Linked DNA regions of Sus scrofa: region 1 is linked to region 2. A link is a contact called in public Hi-C data. All regions are on one chromosome and are shown on one strand. Each heading gives the region's core, a stretch centred on a gene start, on an enhancer-like site or on the middle of the called end of the contact. The rest is flanking DNA. Distances are from core to core; before and after follow the strand shown.

Evidence for each region. A called contact is a pair of places that touch in the nucleus more often than the background predicts.
Region 1: a Hi-C map of retroperitoneal adipose tissue shows a contact between it and region 2, with 2.9 times the contacts expected there. The contact joins two enhancer-like sites. A contact is called at or near these places in 2 of 5 promoter capture datasets (fetal liver and liver), 35 of 47 Hi-C or Micro-C datasets (adipocytes, adipose tissue, alveolar macrophages and 19 more) and 2 of 2 datasets of contacts at active chromatin or transcription factors (alveolar macrophages and skeletal muscle).

Annotation. Positions count from the first base shown.
Region 1 is chr1:254,188,924-254,192,477 of Sscrofa11.1, forward strand. The region is part of intron 17 of RGS3 (regulator of G-protein signaling 3); the gene reads left to right. Among named protein-coding and RNA genes, the nearest start is that of MIR378B, 55 kb to the left of the region's middle. Within about 2 kb of position 1,773, at least 21 of the 83 cell types and tissues checked have an H3K27ac peak or open chromatin away from gene starts, as enhancers often do. A contact at or near this core is called in retroperitoneal adipose tissue and spleen, where this site is marked.
Region 2 is chr1:254,054,532-254,058,152 of Sscrofa11.1, forward strand. It overlaps C1H9orf43, which reads left to right. Exons shown (of 10, transcript XM_021067775.1): 8 at 937-1,016; 9 at 1,743-1,809; 10 at 2,027-2,503. The coding sequence ends at 2,238. Among named protein-coding and RNA genes, the nearest start is that of C1H9orf43, 9.7 kb to the left of the region's middle. Within about 2 kb of position 1,485, at least 17 of the 83 cell types and tissues checked have an H3K27ac peak or open chromatin away from gene starts, as enhancers often do. A contact at or near this core is called in retroperitoneal adipose tissue and spleen, where this site is marked.

The DNA.
Region 1 (3,554 bases), core at 523-3,022, 130 kb after region 2:
CTTTGAGATGGAGGCAAACCCCAGTTCACCCCTTACCTCCACCAGCCCAGCCCAGCCCAGCCCAGCCCAGTGCAGGAAGTGGGTTTTGAGGGCAGATGCGGAGCGGGCATCTGTGGGGGATGTGATGAGTCATCTCAGTGAAAGCTGCAGGTTGATGCTGGGGTCAGTTGACCTGGCTCCACATTTAGCAGCTGTGTGACGTTGGGCAAGTCACTTCCAGCGCCTGCTGCCACCCCCAACCTCCATAGCAGGCAGGGGTCTAGAGCCTAGGGGACATAGCTGGGGTGAGCAGGCCTCTGCGTGTCATACCTGGCACCCTTTCCCAGCCTGTTCCGAGCCCTGCATTGGATTGGGAAGCGGATTTGATTAGATCCTAAACAACAGCTCCATTTAGAGGGCCTGGTTCATTTCCTGTGTGCTTCTAGCAGGCGAAACACGCACAGAATTAACCCTGGTCCAGCCACGCCAAGGAAGTGGCGGATGGGAGAGACACGCTCCCCGTGGAAGGGGAAGAGCCGCGGCGAGCGCTCTGGACCCAGGGCCCTGGGTGAGCAGGCTGGTCCCTGGGGTGCCTTGGCTGGGTGCTTCTCACCCTCACCTGTTGTAACAACTGCCTTTTTGGGTGTCCGAGGCTGCCTGCACTTCCTCCATCAGACCACTCACCACGTTCACTAAGGCCAGTTGTTCAGCCTCTGTTTTTCTGCTCAGCTGAGGGCAGGGATTGTGTCTGACTTGGTCTCTGCTGTCCCCACCCCTATCCCAGGGTCTAACTCAGTGCCTGGAGAATGAATGAGGGCATGTATGAAGCCAGTCCCAGCCCTCCGCCTGCCCTACGGCCTGCCCAGAGCAGTCATACCTAGGGCTCTGCATGGGTCATTCTGTCGCTCACAGGACGGTCCCACGGCCCGGCATTGGCGTCCCTTCTGTAACCTGGCTCTCCTCTTTATCTCCTGTCCTAATTCTCTCACTCGCCACCCTGTGTCCCAGGTTTCTGAGATTTCCTGTTTCAGAGGCTCCCTTCCCTTGAGGTACTGGCACCCCTGCTTTCCTAGGAACACAGGCCTGGCCAGACCTACTCAGAGGCACACACAAGCCCATCCAGGGGCTGGGGAGGGAACCAGTGAGCTCTGGTCTCATGTGGGTCGGGCCCAGGTGCAGGGCCTCTGGTGGCAGGGCTCATAGCCTGCTCCCCCTCCGTCTAGACCCCAAGGACCCGAGTGGTGGGGAGAGACCCTTGGCCAGGACACATGAGTTCTAAAACTGGATCTTCGGTAATTCCCTTAGGCTCTGGGACCTCAGATTCCCTATCTCTAAGACAAGGGGAGACTAATAATTGCTACCAGTTTATCAAATGCCTCTCTGGGGCTGGCCGTGAAGAGCACGAGCTTAGTCCTCTGAGTCTGGTGTGATAGCCCGGCTCTGTTCCACATAAGGAAGCAGACTCTCGGAATAGCCAGAGGCTTGTCCATCTTCTCACCCAGCTTGGAGCGGACACTGCTGGAATGAGAACCAAGTCGGAGCAGGGTGTCTGAGCAGGAAATGCTGGGCGCTCAGTGAGCTCTGGGTCCTGGGTGGTTTCTCAGGTACCCTGGGGCGGGGGCCCTCTGGGGACAGAGGCACTTCCCCTCCTAGCTTTGTTTGGTTTGGCCTTGGTTTAGGGCAGGATTGGCAGAGGCAGGCTGACTTGCATTTCTGGTTTTGGGTCTGTTGCTGCACTTTCCCCGAGGGGTGGGCGGGCTCTGGCCACAGTCACTGCTGGTACCTCCGCCCCCATGCCCCCAGGAAAGGGGAAATGCTGCTGCTTCCCTCTGAGGGCCCAGGGCCAGGCCCCGGGGCATGGGGGCACCATTTCTGTTTCTTTCATCTGTCTTTCCAGATGGGGGTTTCTGGCCAGGGGACTGGGCTGCTCTGGGCCTGAGATCTGAAGTGAGCTTGGATGAAGGAGCCAGAGGCCTGGCTCTAACCCCAGCCCAGCCCTGCGGGTACATGTACCTTTGGGCAAGTCCCTAGGTCACATCCAGGCTGGGCCCTCTGTCTTCCTGTCAGTTCAGTGGAGGGTCTCTCTGATCCCTTGGGAACAAACTAAGGTTCCCAGGTGAGATTCCTGGACTGGGGCTCCGGGTATCCCAATCGCCAACTTCCATTCAGGGGCTGACAGTTTGTTTCTAGGGGTGTGTGGGAAGATGGGCCACTGTTTGAGTTTGGGACCATAGCTGTAATCACCATGACTACTGCCACCATCGTTATCCCGTTTCAGAGCTTTTACTTTTTATAGTCACTCTCCTGGTGTGTCACTGGGTCACATTGGTCATCCCACGTCGTAGGTGGAGACCCTGAGGCCCAGAGGGTTCCATGACTGACTCTGTCTGGCGCTGCCATGTAATTCTAGCTTGGCCCCTGCTCCTCGCTGGCCCTCAGCCTCCGCACCTGTGCAGTGGGGATTTGGGCTTGCTGACGTTCTAGGGTCGGAGGCAGTAAAGTCTGAGGGGTTCCCGGGTGGAGTCATCATCCAGCTGCAGGCAGGATTTCAGGGCAGGAAGTCCTCGGGGCAAGTGGGCCCCTGTCATTGGCTGTCCTGGGAACCAGACCCTGGCCAAGTCCTCCTAAGGCATTCTCCAGAGGCGTCCCCTCCCGGCTCAACACCTCTCCCTGCTGCTCTGGGGGTGGCGGTGAGGTAGGGAGGGCTTTCACTTGACTGCTTCCAGGTGGTGGCTTTTGCCCACACTCCTTTCACATCCGCTCTGGTGCTCCCAGATGCCACGGTGACCCCAGCATATGTGTGTGGCACCCTGCAGCTGCCTTGAGCTTTGGCTGGGCTGTTTATTCCCAGATGTGAGGCCCGGCTGGCCAAGGGCTTACATAAGTTCCCAGCTGCAGGCGTAGCCTTTCAGTTTCTGGCAGCTGTGCAGTAGTGGATAGCGGTGGGCTCAGCTTCCTCATCTGTCACATGGACATGAGCGGTTTTTACCATAAGAGCTCTTAACCTATGCTCTGAAGGACTCACCCCTGAAGTTCTCTGCCCGTGTGCGTTTGTCCCCTTGGATCTGTGCAGTTCCCAGGAACGTGTGGCATCTTTCTCTTCATTGTTCTGGGTGTTATGGCCTCTTCGTGGCATCTGGGCTCTGCGTAGTTCCAGGTCCAGCATTTCAAGTCCTTGACTACGATGAGTGGCCTAGCCTAGCCCCGGCCTGGGACACCCCTGACTTTCTTGGAGCCCTGGTTTTCCTGTGAGAGCTTCTTCTCAGACTCCCCCGAGGGTATGCTTTTTCCCTGTGCAATGAATCTGCAGGAACCCAGCAAAACCTCCAAGGGTTCTGAGGGTGGTGTGAGAGGCAGGAAATGCTTCCTTTTTATATATGGAACTTCTCTGAGGTTCCTCCAAGCACAGTTTAAAAATCACTGGGTGGCAGATGTCCCCAGATGTTTTGGGGACATCTGTCTAGTCCAAGTGTGGACAGTATTTTGAGGTTCCAGGTTTTTTTGTTTGTTTTCTGAGGGCTGCACCCATGGCATATGGAAGATTCCAGGCTAGGGGTCCAATCTGAGCTGCAGCT
Region 2 (3,621 bases), core at 235-2,734:
AGAAGAGATGATTTTTCTACTGGATCTTGAATATGTGTGAACGTGGATGAGAGTTCATGGAGGGAGGGAGAGGCTGGGGAAAGGCGTCTTGGAGGAGTGTGGCTGCAGGGAGCACTGGGCAGTCTCCTTTGGCTGTGGGGTCGGGTGTCTAAGGGAGAGAGAAATCAGGTCGAATAGCCTGCTGCCATGTGTGATCCTTTTTTTTTCTTTTTTTTTTGTCTTTTTACAGCCGCACCATATGGAATTTCCCAGGCTAGGGGTCTAGTCGGAGCTGTAGCCACCGGCCTACATCAGAGCCACAGCCACGCCAGATCTGAGCTGCGTCTGTGACCTACACTCATGGCAGTGCTGGATCCTTAACCTACTGAGCAAGGCCAGGGATTGAACTCTTGGTTCCTAGTTGGATTCGTTAACCACGGAGTCATGACGGGAACTCCTGGAAGATGTTCATTTAAAGAAAGGGAGATGGAGAAAGCAAAGAATGAGTGCATTTAGGGACTAGTTGGGGAAACATCTGATACAAAAGAATCATCGATCTAGAATTTTTTGGCAAGAAGGACATTCATTTTCAGAAACCAACATTAGGGAAGGCACGAGAAAGTAAGAGGAGTATTCATAAACTGATAAGAATAGAATTGGGGTTTCGTTTGCTACTGTGATGTCCAGGCACCTGCCCCTGAGGTTTCTCGGAGGAATCCTGATTCTTTTAACCCTTACCTTACTGTAATTGCTAATTCTGTAATAGATGTGGTCATAGTCCCAAGTGAACAGATTTGCCAGTAGAACTCAGAAGGCCTAACTCCCTTTTACCTGCCTCTCAGGTCCTGTCTTGTCCTGAATGGGGAGTCACATGTAGACTAGGGGTCAACTAGAAGCCCAGCAATGGGATGTGAAATACCCATCAGAAGAGAACTGAACTGATCTCGTGGTCACTAGGTCACAGAACGCTACCACATCAGGAAGGTGACAAAAAGCAGCAGCAGCAGACTGAGACAGAAGGCCCTGCCGTGAAACAGGTGAGGGTGAACGAGGGCCATTTGGCTAGGGCCTGGTTTCGGTTGTCTGGCCTGTAGTGACAGTCTGTCATGCCCCAAAGCCGAACCACAGTGGTTCGCCATTTCTCACGATGCTGTGGGTTGACTGGACAGTTTTTCGGGTCTTGCTTAAGGTCACTCATGCAGCTGCATTCAGCTGGAGGCTGGGCTGGGGCTCTTGGCCAAACTGTCTTAATTCTCTTCCATGAGGCCTCTCCATGTGACTAGTTTGGGCCTCTTGACAGCATAATAATCTCATGAAAGCACTTAAGGGACGGGCCTGGAGCTGGAACAGTATCACTTCTGCCACATTTTATTTGTCACAAAAAAAAAAAAAAAAAACCCAAAAAACAAAAAAACAGAAGTCCAGCCTGGAATCAAGAGGAGAGGAAACTGGCTTTGCCTCTTGATGGGAAGAACAGCGTGTGACAGAGGAATGGGAGCGGTTTCTGGCAGCCACCTTTGCAGGCAAATCTGCCCTCAGTTGACAGTGGGGACGGGGAAGACCTGGGTTCTGGCTTCATGTGGTCAGCCTGGAGGGCAAAAAATATGTGACACAGGCTTCTCTCTTCAAGCTTAGGAGGTGGCATTTTGTCCTAGACATTAATTTTGTCTTAGACATTAATTTCTCCAAGGAAAGCATCTTTTAGACAAGCCCTTTGTTTCCTAAAATCCTGAATCAAGGTTCCTTACACTTATGGATTTCAGGATGCCACAAAGAGACCACAGATGGCCTCCTCTCAGAAATGCCTGGATTCCTTCCCCAGTAAGAAAAGTAAGTTACTAAGTAAGGTACCTAGTGACTGAGAATGGGTTGACCAGGATGGTTCACCTCCCTGGAGGGCACAGTCCTCAGCCCTCAGAAGGGTCCTGAAAATACCCCAGCTCTGCCTTTTCTGTCCTCTGTTTTTCACGGTTAGTTGGCAGAAGGCTACAGGTGCAATTTATGATGGTGTTTTTTGTTTTGTTTTGTTTTTTGTCTTTGTTTTTAGGTGCTGAATTACTCAAAATAGAATGTACTAGCAAGGACGTCAGGACTCAGGTGGAGGTTTTGCTGGAAGCCTCCAAGAGAACCCCAAACAGTGCTTCTAGAATAGGCTGGCACCCTGAGCTCAAACTGCTGAGGATTCTTCAGGCCACTGATGAAGAGGACGAGGAGAACCAACCTTCTGGGACACAGAGTGAAGAGTCCCTGGAGGCGTAGGTGGAAGGCATCACCAGGGCAGGCTCATTGCAGAGCAGGATGCTTGGATCCTGAGGACAGCGACCTTGGCCATGAGGGCGGGAAGGAGAGGGGACTGCTGCTCTCTGGAGCCTTTACTCGGGCCTGACCTTGGGGATTCTGTTTGCTTCTACTTGCTTCTAAAATAAGTGAGGGAGAAAAAGCCCTACCCCTTTCTAACATAGTTTCTCTTCCATCAGGGCCAGGATAATTTTAGTGATTAAATACAGCTGCTGCTTCATCAAAAGGCTCATTCTCTGTTTCTGGGAAGAGGGGAGAGATGTTTTTGGTATCTCTTTTCTGGGTTACTGTTATCTCCCCGCTGAAACTTTGAAAGGTTTCTAGTTACAGGAAGATGAATTTGGCCTGTGGGAACCCCTACCACGTTGCTTTTCCTTTTATTCTCTGGCAGTGGCTTCTTTCGAGAATGACATCTGCATCGTTATCACATAACATTCATTGTGATGTGACGTGTTATGTGTAATATCTCTGGGTATGTGGTAGGAGACGCATATTAACCTGAAAGAGTCTCAGGATCCAGTTCCTAAGTTACTAAGTCTGCAGGAAAGTTTCAGTGATGCTCATAAAGACTCAGAATTTCAGTGTCTTGGAGTCCTTTGCACTTGGTTTTTGGGAGGATTTTTTAAAATGTTTTTGTCTTGGGAGTTCCCGTCATGGCTCAGGGGTAAGGAATCTGACTAGTATCCATGAGAATTCTGGTTTGATCCCTGGCCTCACTCCGTAGGTTAAGGATCTGGCGTTAGGAGCTGTGTCCGTAGGTTAAGGATCTGGCATTAGGAGCTGTGGTGTAGGTTGCAGATGTGGCTCAGATCTGGCATTGCTGTGGCTGTGGCATAGGCCGGCAGTTGCAGCTCCGATTAGACCTGTAGCCTGGGAACTGGCATATGCCATAGGTGCGGCCCTAAAAAGTCAAAAATGTTTTTGTCCTTAAACTTTTTTTTCTTTTCTAAGGATCACACCTGTGGCATGTGGAAATTCCCAGGCTAGGGGTCAAATCAGCTGTAGCTGCCGGCTTACGCTACAGCCACAGAAGTGTGGGTTTTGAGCTGCGTCTGTGACCTACACCACTGCTCATGGCAACACTGGATCCCCAACCCACTGATCGAGGCCAGGGATCCAACCCGAGTTCTCATGGATACTAGTTGGATTCATTTCCACTGCACCACAACGGGAACTTCATCCTTAAACCTTTTAAGATAGGAAAAATTCAAAATTATGTAAAAGAGGAAAATGTAATGAAACTCTCATCTTCTCAGCACTTTAGATTAGGGTAATAAAAGCCTGGGCCCCAAGCCCCGTTGGCTAAGGGCAGCTGGGGCCTCAGTATTCCCAGCAGTTCTGGAC